Regions from separate parts of the Anser cygnoides genome. Here region 2 is linked to region 1. The links are chromatin contacts, called in public Hi-C maps. All regions are on one chromosome and are shown on one strand. Each heading gives the region's core, a stretch centred on a gene start, on an enhancer-like site or on the middle of the called end of the contact. The rest is flanking DNA. Distances are from core to core; before and after follow the strand shown.

The links. A called contact is a pair of places that touch in the nucleus more often than the background predicts.
Region 2: a contact with region 1 is called in a Hi-C map of liver, with 10 times the contacts expected there. The contact joins the enhancer-like site here to the promoter of TBX3 in region 1. A contact is called at or near these places in 2 of 7 Hi-C or Micro-C datasets (both in liver).

The regions. Positions count from the first base shown.
Region 1 is chr17:12,639,167-12,642,663 of Taihu_goose_T2T_genome, forward strand. It overlaps TBX3 (T-box transcription factor 3), which reads right to left and starts at 1,872. Exons shown (of 8, transcript XM_066978725.1): 1 at 1,456-1,872; 2 at 400-844. The coding sequence starts at 794.
Region 2 is chr17:12,689,630-12,693,113 of Taihu_goose_T2T_genome, forward strand. The region is part of intron 14 of LOC106031380 (a long non-coding RNA gene); the gene reads right to left. Among named protein-coding and RNA genes, the nearest start is that of TBX3, 50 kb to the left of the region's middle. Within about 2 kb of position 2,197, at least 1 of the 3 cell types and tissues checked has open chromatin away from gene starts, as enhancers often do. A contact at or near this core is called in liver, where this site is marked.

The DNA of each region.
Region 1 (3,497 bases), core at 622-3,121:
CTATATTCCCCCTCTCTCTGTCTTCAGGAAGAAAAACTCCAAGCAGTTAGGCTGTGATCAGGCCGGCGCCTTTTCCAGCCCCAAATTATTTTCCTTCTGCTACCAGAAAGTATTAAGCTGCTGAACCATGAAGAGCCCCCCTCGCCCCCTGCACACGCACCCGCTGACCGGGGGCTGGGTCGTGTGGTTCAGCAGTTCAGCCTTTCCCTGCAGCGTGGTGCCCAGAGACAGGCTGAGCACCTCAGCTGCCTGCAACTTTTCCTAATTTCAGAGGAACCGAGCTCCACGGAGGCAGCACCGGAGAAAGAGCCTTGCTCTGGAGCAGGCTGCTGGGGTGCAGAGACCGAGGGGTGGGGGAGAGATAAAAAACACAGCACGAACCCCCTGACTCGGACCTACCTTCCTGATTTGGTGATCACCATCTCCGTGCCTCTTTTATGGAATTGTTCCCAAAGCTCTTTGGCCTCCAGATGCACTTTGGGGTCGTCTTCCACCTCTTCTTCTGGCTCCAAAGTTTTTAAAGGCCTCAGATGGGCTGCTGCCTGGTGGCCCAGGGAAGAAAAGGGGATCCCAGTCTCTGCGGCCCCCACTAACTGATCCATGATGGGTTTAGCCAGAGCCCCCGGCAGGGAGAGGGCGGCCGCCCCGTTGGGAGGCAAAGCCAGAGCGGGGAAGAAGGGAGGCTGATGTCCCAGCACAGCGCTCATGGCAAAGTCCGGTGCCCGGTGAGGTAAAAAAGGATGATAAGCCATGCTTGTCCCAGGGATTACTGGATCTCTCATCGGTATATTCATCCACTCCACTCCTCGGTCTTCCTACTGCTGGAGTAGTCCTGGAGTGGGTTCTAACAGCACATCATGAAGAAGAAAAATTAAGATAATAACAATAACAGCGATAAAGCACCAAAAAAATAAAAATAAAAAAAAATAGGGTGGGGGAAACAAGCTCTAGACAGCACAGTACATGGGGAGAGGCAGAACTTCTACAGCCTACAACTTCCCGAGCCGGGGCACATCCCCAGCCCTCGGGACAGCGGATTAACAGGATTGTTCATTATTAGTCGTGCTCTTTTTTTGTTCTGTCTCTGCGAGTTTTTTTGTTTTGTTTTGTTTTTTGTTTTGTTTTTTTTTCCTGAGTGGAAGTCCTTGCGCTCGAAAAGAAACGCCGAAGAAGGGGAAAAAAAAAATCCACCGGGCTCGCAGGCTGCTCCCGTTGCCGCAGAAGGGCTGGACAAGCCGAGATCCTTTTTTTTCTTCTTCTTCTTTTTTCTCGTGCTCTCAGTCCCCCCTCTCTTCTTTCGTTGCGGAGGGTGACGGCTCCAAGCTGGCTTTTCTTTTTGGGTGGCTGGCTTTGCCCCCCCCCTCCCCCCCACCCCTCCACCTTTCCTCCGTACGGTCAGGCTGCAGAGCAGAGGCTGGCAAGGGAGGGAGAGCAGAAAGAAGCAAACAAACCCACCCCCCCTCGGCGACCGAGGACGGCTCCTCGGCAACCTTCAGGCAGCGGCAGCAGCAAAAACTTGGAGGAAAATCTCGTTTCCGCCTCGCCTTCCCCCCTCTCCGAGCAGGAGCTGGTCAGAGTGCCCTGATTTCCATCAGGATCTCTTCTTTCTTTCACCCTCCTCCGCCTTTTTTTTTTTTCCCTTTCTCTTTAAAAAAAAAAAAAAATCGGGAAGAATTATACTCTTGTCTCCGCTCCAGCAAAGGAGAGAGGGAGAAAGAGAGAGGGAAAGAGAGAGAAAGAAGGAGAAAGGAGGGGGGGAGAAAGAGAGAAAGAGAAAGGGGGGGAGAGAGAGAGAGAGAGGGAGAGAGAGAGAAGGAGCCTCTCAGCTCTGAGAATTCCCTGTGAGTCTGTGCTCTGCGTGCACCAGATTGTATGGATGTGTTGTGGGTTACAAGGGAGCTGGAGCCTCCTTGATTGGCTCTTTGACGCTTTCGGACCAATTGTGTGGCTCCATAGGCGTGGTTTTGACAGGTCGAGTGGAAGGGGGACAGAGCCGAGTTATAAAAAGAAGGTGTCGGAAACTGTAACGCTGCAGCAAAGCATCACTAGTACTCCGTGCCGTGTGAATATGTCAACATGAGCACGGAGGGGAGGGGAGCAGGCGAGCCGGGAGCCGCCTCTAGGGGGGGTGCTCGGGGCCGCCTCGCCCCCCCCCCCCGCCCCCCCCCCCGGCCGGCCCCGGCGCGCTGGGCACCGCCGCTCGGCGGCCCCCCCGGTAGGAGCTTCCACCGCTGCGGCGAGCGGGAGGAAAAGGGAGAGGAGGGGTGGGGGGCACATCGGGGAAGGGGGGGGGGGGGGTCCGGCCTCGGGTGCCCCCACCGCAGCTCTGCCAGCACCCGTGGAGAGAGGATTTGGGGGGGGGGGGGATTGAAGGGAACGTGTCCGCACCCCTCGTGCCCTCCCGCCGCCGCTCAGCGGTGCCCCCCCGAAATAAATAATTGGAAAAAAGTTGCTTTTTTTTTTTCTGACACGGAAAGCACCCCCGGGGCTGGGCTCGGGCACTTCGCTCTCCCCAAAGCCCGCTGTTGTTGTCGTGGGCGGCTGCAGCCGGGCAGGGGCCGCTCGGCTCCGCTCAGCCCCGGCTCCGCTGCCCGTAAAGGCTGCGGGGTGGGGGGGTAAAAAGAAAACCACGAGTTTTTTATTTTTAATTTTATTTTTTAATTATTTTTTTCCCTTTCCGTGGCGGTGGGGAGGAGTGCGGCAGCTCGGCTGCCACCGGCGCCGAGAGGGTTACGCTCCCACACCCCTCCTCTTCCATGAGGTGTGCGGGGAGGAGACGGGAAGTGCGGCTTTCCCTGCGCCCGGCCCGACGGGGGGGGGCCCGGCCCCGGCCCCCTCCTGGCCCCGGCCCGCTGGGAGCCGCTTCCCTGCGGGAAAACCATCACGCGTGGGTCCCCGCCCGGCCCCACGGAGAGGGAAGCTCCGGGCCAGGATGCGCCTGGGAAGTTTTTTTTTTTTTTTGAGACATGTTCCTGGGGGGGGGTGACAGCGCAGGGCAGCGAGATGGGGGTTGTGAGTGTCAGATTGTGCCCCCCCCCCTTCCTATCCACACCCCCCCCCCCCAGAAAGCTGCTGCGTGTCCGTGGGTGCGCGTTTGCGGCGTGGGTGTGCGCGTGGGGGAGGGGGGGGTCCGTGGCGCAGGGGGCGCGCAGGGCACGCGTGGGTCGGACGGGATGTCCCAGCACCGAAACACCCCCCCAGCCGGGGATGGGGGGGGGGGGGGCCCTGGGGGCTCCCCCCTTCTTTCTTTAACGAGGGGCAGAGAATCCTCCGGGAGGGGAGCGGCGGAGCGGGGCCGCGGGGGCTCGGCGCTGACGGCGCGCAGATGGGAGCGGAACCTCTAAAGTGATTAGCTCTTCTAGCATTGCATTTTTGACGCACATGGCTAAGAGCGCTTGGCGCCAGCTTGGTGAAGTCCCTGTAGTAACCAGCGTCTAGGATCGCTTTGCATTCACCAAAATATCTCCCCTTTGGTCGGGGGTGGGGGTGGATGGAGA
Region 2 (3,484 bases), core at 947-3,446, 51 kb after region 1:
AAACAAAGGCCTACAAGCCAATAAAGTTCAACAAAGTCCCTTGTTTCTTACTGTCACTCATGGGCCACTACGGTGTTGACTCTGAAGGGTGGGAGAAAGGAAGAGGGATGGAGAGGAGGTGAACAGGGAGAATCGGGCACTGGGGAGAGACGGCAGCCGCGAGCGCAGCCCGGCCCTGGCTGACGGGTGCGGAAGGTCAGGGATTTGGGAGTGCTTCCTGCATTGATGGTGCCAGCCAGGGAAAAAAGGATCCAGGACCTCCTGTCCGCCTGCCCCAGCCCTGCAGATCTGCTCCTCACTCCAGCAGCTGCTCCTTCCCGAGGTGGGAGGAAGGGGGAGAGAAGAAAACGCACACAGCTAAAGGCACCCAAACCAAAACCGTGCCATCAACGAGGCTCCGCTTCAGCTCAGGCTTTTCTGCCAGAGTGCAGGACCCTGGTTATGAATGCTTATCTCCCTGGGGTGGCTGCATTTTCACAGCTTCACAGGCTTCGTGCTGCAGGACCCTGGGATGGAGAACGAGGAGACCAGTCCTGGTGCTGCCACTAGCCTCGGTATGCCGGCCTGGGCCCAGCTCTTCCTTCCTCTCCCCCTGCACCTCTAAATCCATAACATGAGACTGGATTTATCCCTAAGGGGAGACGGGGAAGCACTCCTGTGCACCTCATCCTTTGTTCCGGCAGCAGCTCCATTCCCATGGCGCCGTTCCTACACCTCGAGGCGACGATCCCAGGTAGCTTCTCAGGAGCACCCATCACTGGAGCCGGCCACACTTTTCCAACTCTCCACTACTTTTTTTTTGTAGGGACATCTGGAAAGACTATGGAAATATGTTCTCTTGAGCCCCCAGGGCTTTCTGCCTCTATTCTCAGCCCTAAATCCCGGCTCGGAAAGCTTTTCTCACAATATTTTCCATGTTCAGTGTGTAGAAGGGTATAAATATGTAGCACAGAGAGCAGCGATGGCTACAAGAATCCTCAAGGCTGTTTGGTTGAAAAGCCGGGAGGCTTCCCACCTCCCCCAGGTCTGATTTGCTCAGGCCAGTTGACTGCAAGCACCTAAACAAACCTCACAGCCCACGCCATGAAGACATTTACATCTGCTAAGAACAGCCCCCCCAGCTCACCGGGGGTGTCTGCATCTCAGGGGGATCAAACATCTGATTTACTCCTGCTCCGAACCCACAAGCGAGGAGAGATCTTCTCGATCCGCCACCACACCTCGAGCCAAGATCCTCAGCTGGAGTCACTGCCCGATATTGGTTCCTATCAGCGGAGCTTTGCAGCTTTAGTCTAAGCTGAGAATCTGGCCACTTCTGACTTAACTAGTTTTCTGAAATGCATCCAACAGGAAATCCTAAATCAAAAACACTCCGCATTTTGAGAAGATTCCTCTCCCTTGGATCCAAACCCAACTAAAAGTTTTGCAACTTTTTCCATTTTAGGAATGAGAGTCTTTCTTCTCATATCTTCCTCTCCTCCCAAACAAATAATCAAGTACACAGGAGCCCAAAATATTTTTCCCCTCTGTTCCCTTTATCCAGCGAGCTGACAGCGAAGTCAACGTGTTCCAAACTGGCCAGCTGTGTGCTGACCAGCTGACATTGGAGGCCACTGCTGGGACAGCCAAACGGGCAAGCCTCCAGCTGCAAACAAATGAGGCAACACCTTCAGAGAAGGGATCGAACTCGTGGAAATGGCCCCGATTCAATTTGGAGCTTCCCTGCTGCTTTTCCAGTGACAGCTGCTGGTGAAGGCCAGATTCTCAGCAGGAATAAACTGGCCACGCTGCTTCAGCTTCGCTGGGACCGTGCCTATTTACACCAACTGAGAACACGGCACAACCCCATTAATGTTTGCTCTGCCGTCTCCCTCTTATCATCCTTCAAGTAGAAATAGATGTGTTATATGAGAGACGAGAGAGGGAACAACCACCAAAAGCTGTCTTGTCCAGAAATGGTTTCCTGGAACGTAAGCCCCCTTTTTTTTTTTTTTCCTGAAAGGAGATAAAGTTGTTCATTGTTTGTCTTGGCTGCCTATAAACTCATGCTGCTGAGAGCAGCCTTTGATCACAGGGCTATTGGGAGGCTGACCCTTGACAGCCCATCCACTCCCTGCTCTTTCAGCCTCACCAGCCCAGGCCTGATTTCCTTTTTCATAAAACGCCACGAAAAAAATTATCCACACATTATCCAACAGCCCTCGCAGCGGTTTAAGGATCCCAATATAACGAGCTCACAGGCAACTTTGCAGTCAGGCTTCAGCTTCCCCAAGGTCTTCTGCGATGGGGACGGGGAGGAAGGCAGTCTGGGATCTCGGGTGTCCTGCCATGAGCAGCCGCAACCCCATCCAAGCCTGTGGTGCATCAAACGTGCACCGGAGCGTGTCTAGCAAACATGCTCTTTATAAGACAAATCACAGCCCTGCCAAACACGGCTACAAGCCTGAGTTTATTTTGCGTCCTCCTTTCCCACCGAAAAGCTTTTGGACATTTGTGTAGGATTCGTGCGCTCCTGTGATCTGGTCAGAGCTCCCAGCCCTAGCTGGCTCGCCGCACAACCAGAACAGTTTTACAGCAGGCTCTGCCCGACCACAGAGGCTAGAGGCACAAAGCACATTCTCCTCTGACACCTAGCAGGGATTTTTTCTATGTAAGGCAATCCATGTGACGTGACTCACTGGTCCCACGCTTCATGGAAGTAGCGGGCTTAGTTCATTTGTGCATTCCCAGGCAAGGACAACCATATTCCCAAAGCACTGGATTTACAAAGCTTGTGTAAACGATCTGAAGTGTGAGCACGGTCAGGTTGATGCTTCCCAGCTATCCTGCACAGAGGTGCGAAGGCTCAGGTCCTGCCTTCCTCCCCAGCACATCTGCTTAAGACATGCAAGAGCAGAGCAGTGTACCCATGGGACATGGGGTAGTAAGCAGGGATTTTTAAGAAATTAGCAGCACGCATCTCTAACAACTTTTTTTCTACCAGCGTGGACAAGAGGGTTTTGAAACCTGGGGTGATAGAACTGGCACTACCTGGATGTATTAGACATCCCCTTCTTAAAAATCCAGAGGACTCAGAGAATATCCCTATTGCCTCAGGGTCCCTCCTACTTCTGATCTGGGAGAAGAGCTTCCATGTTTTTTTTTCTCTCGAATTCCTATATCACATTTGAGCTATTAGCATCTCCAGCCCCAAATCAGTGCCACCCACATGTGCAGCAGCATTACCATGTTGGCTTAAAAATAAAATAAAATAAAAAATTCCTCTAGTATAGAAATATGTGACTGCCAAGCTACTGTTTAGACCAGACTCAGAAACAAGTCATATTCGTCTTGCACTCAAGTTGTCTGATATGTTAGCTATGAAAATTATCAAACAAAGCCAATGTTCAGACTAACATATTGCTTTTGCATCTGGCCACATACTTTAAAGTTAAGCTCCAGTTGGTTGTGGTCTGACCAGATGTGACTGTCAAAAAAAGGCTAA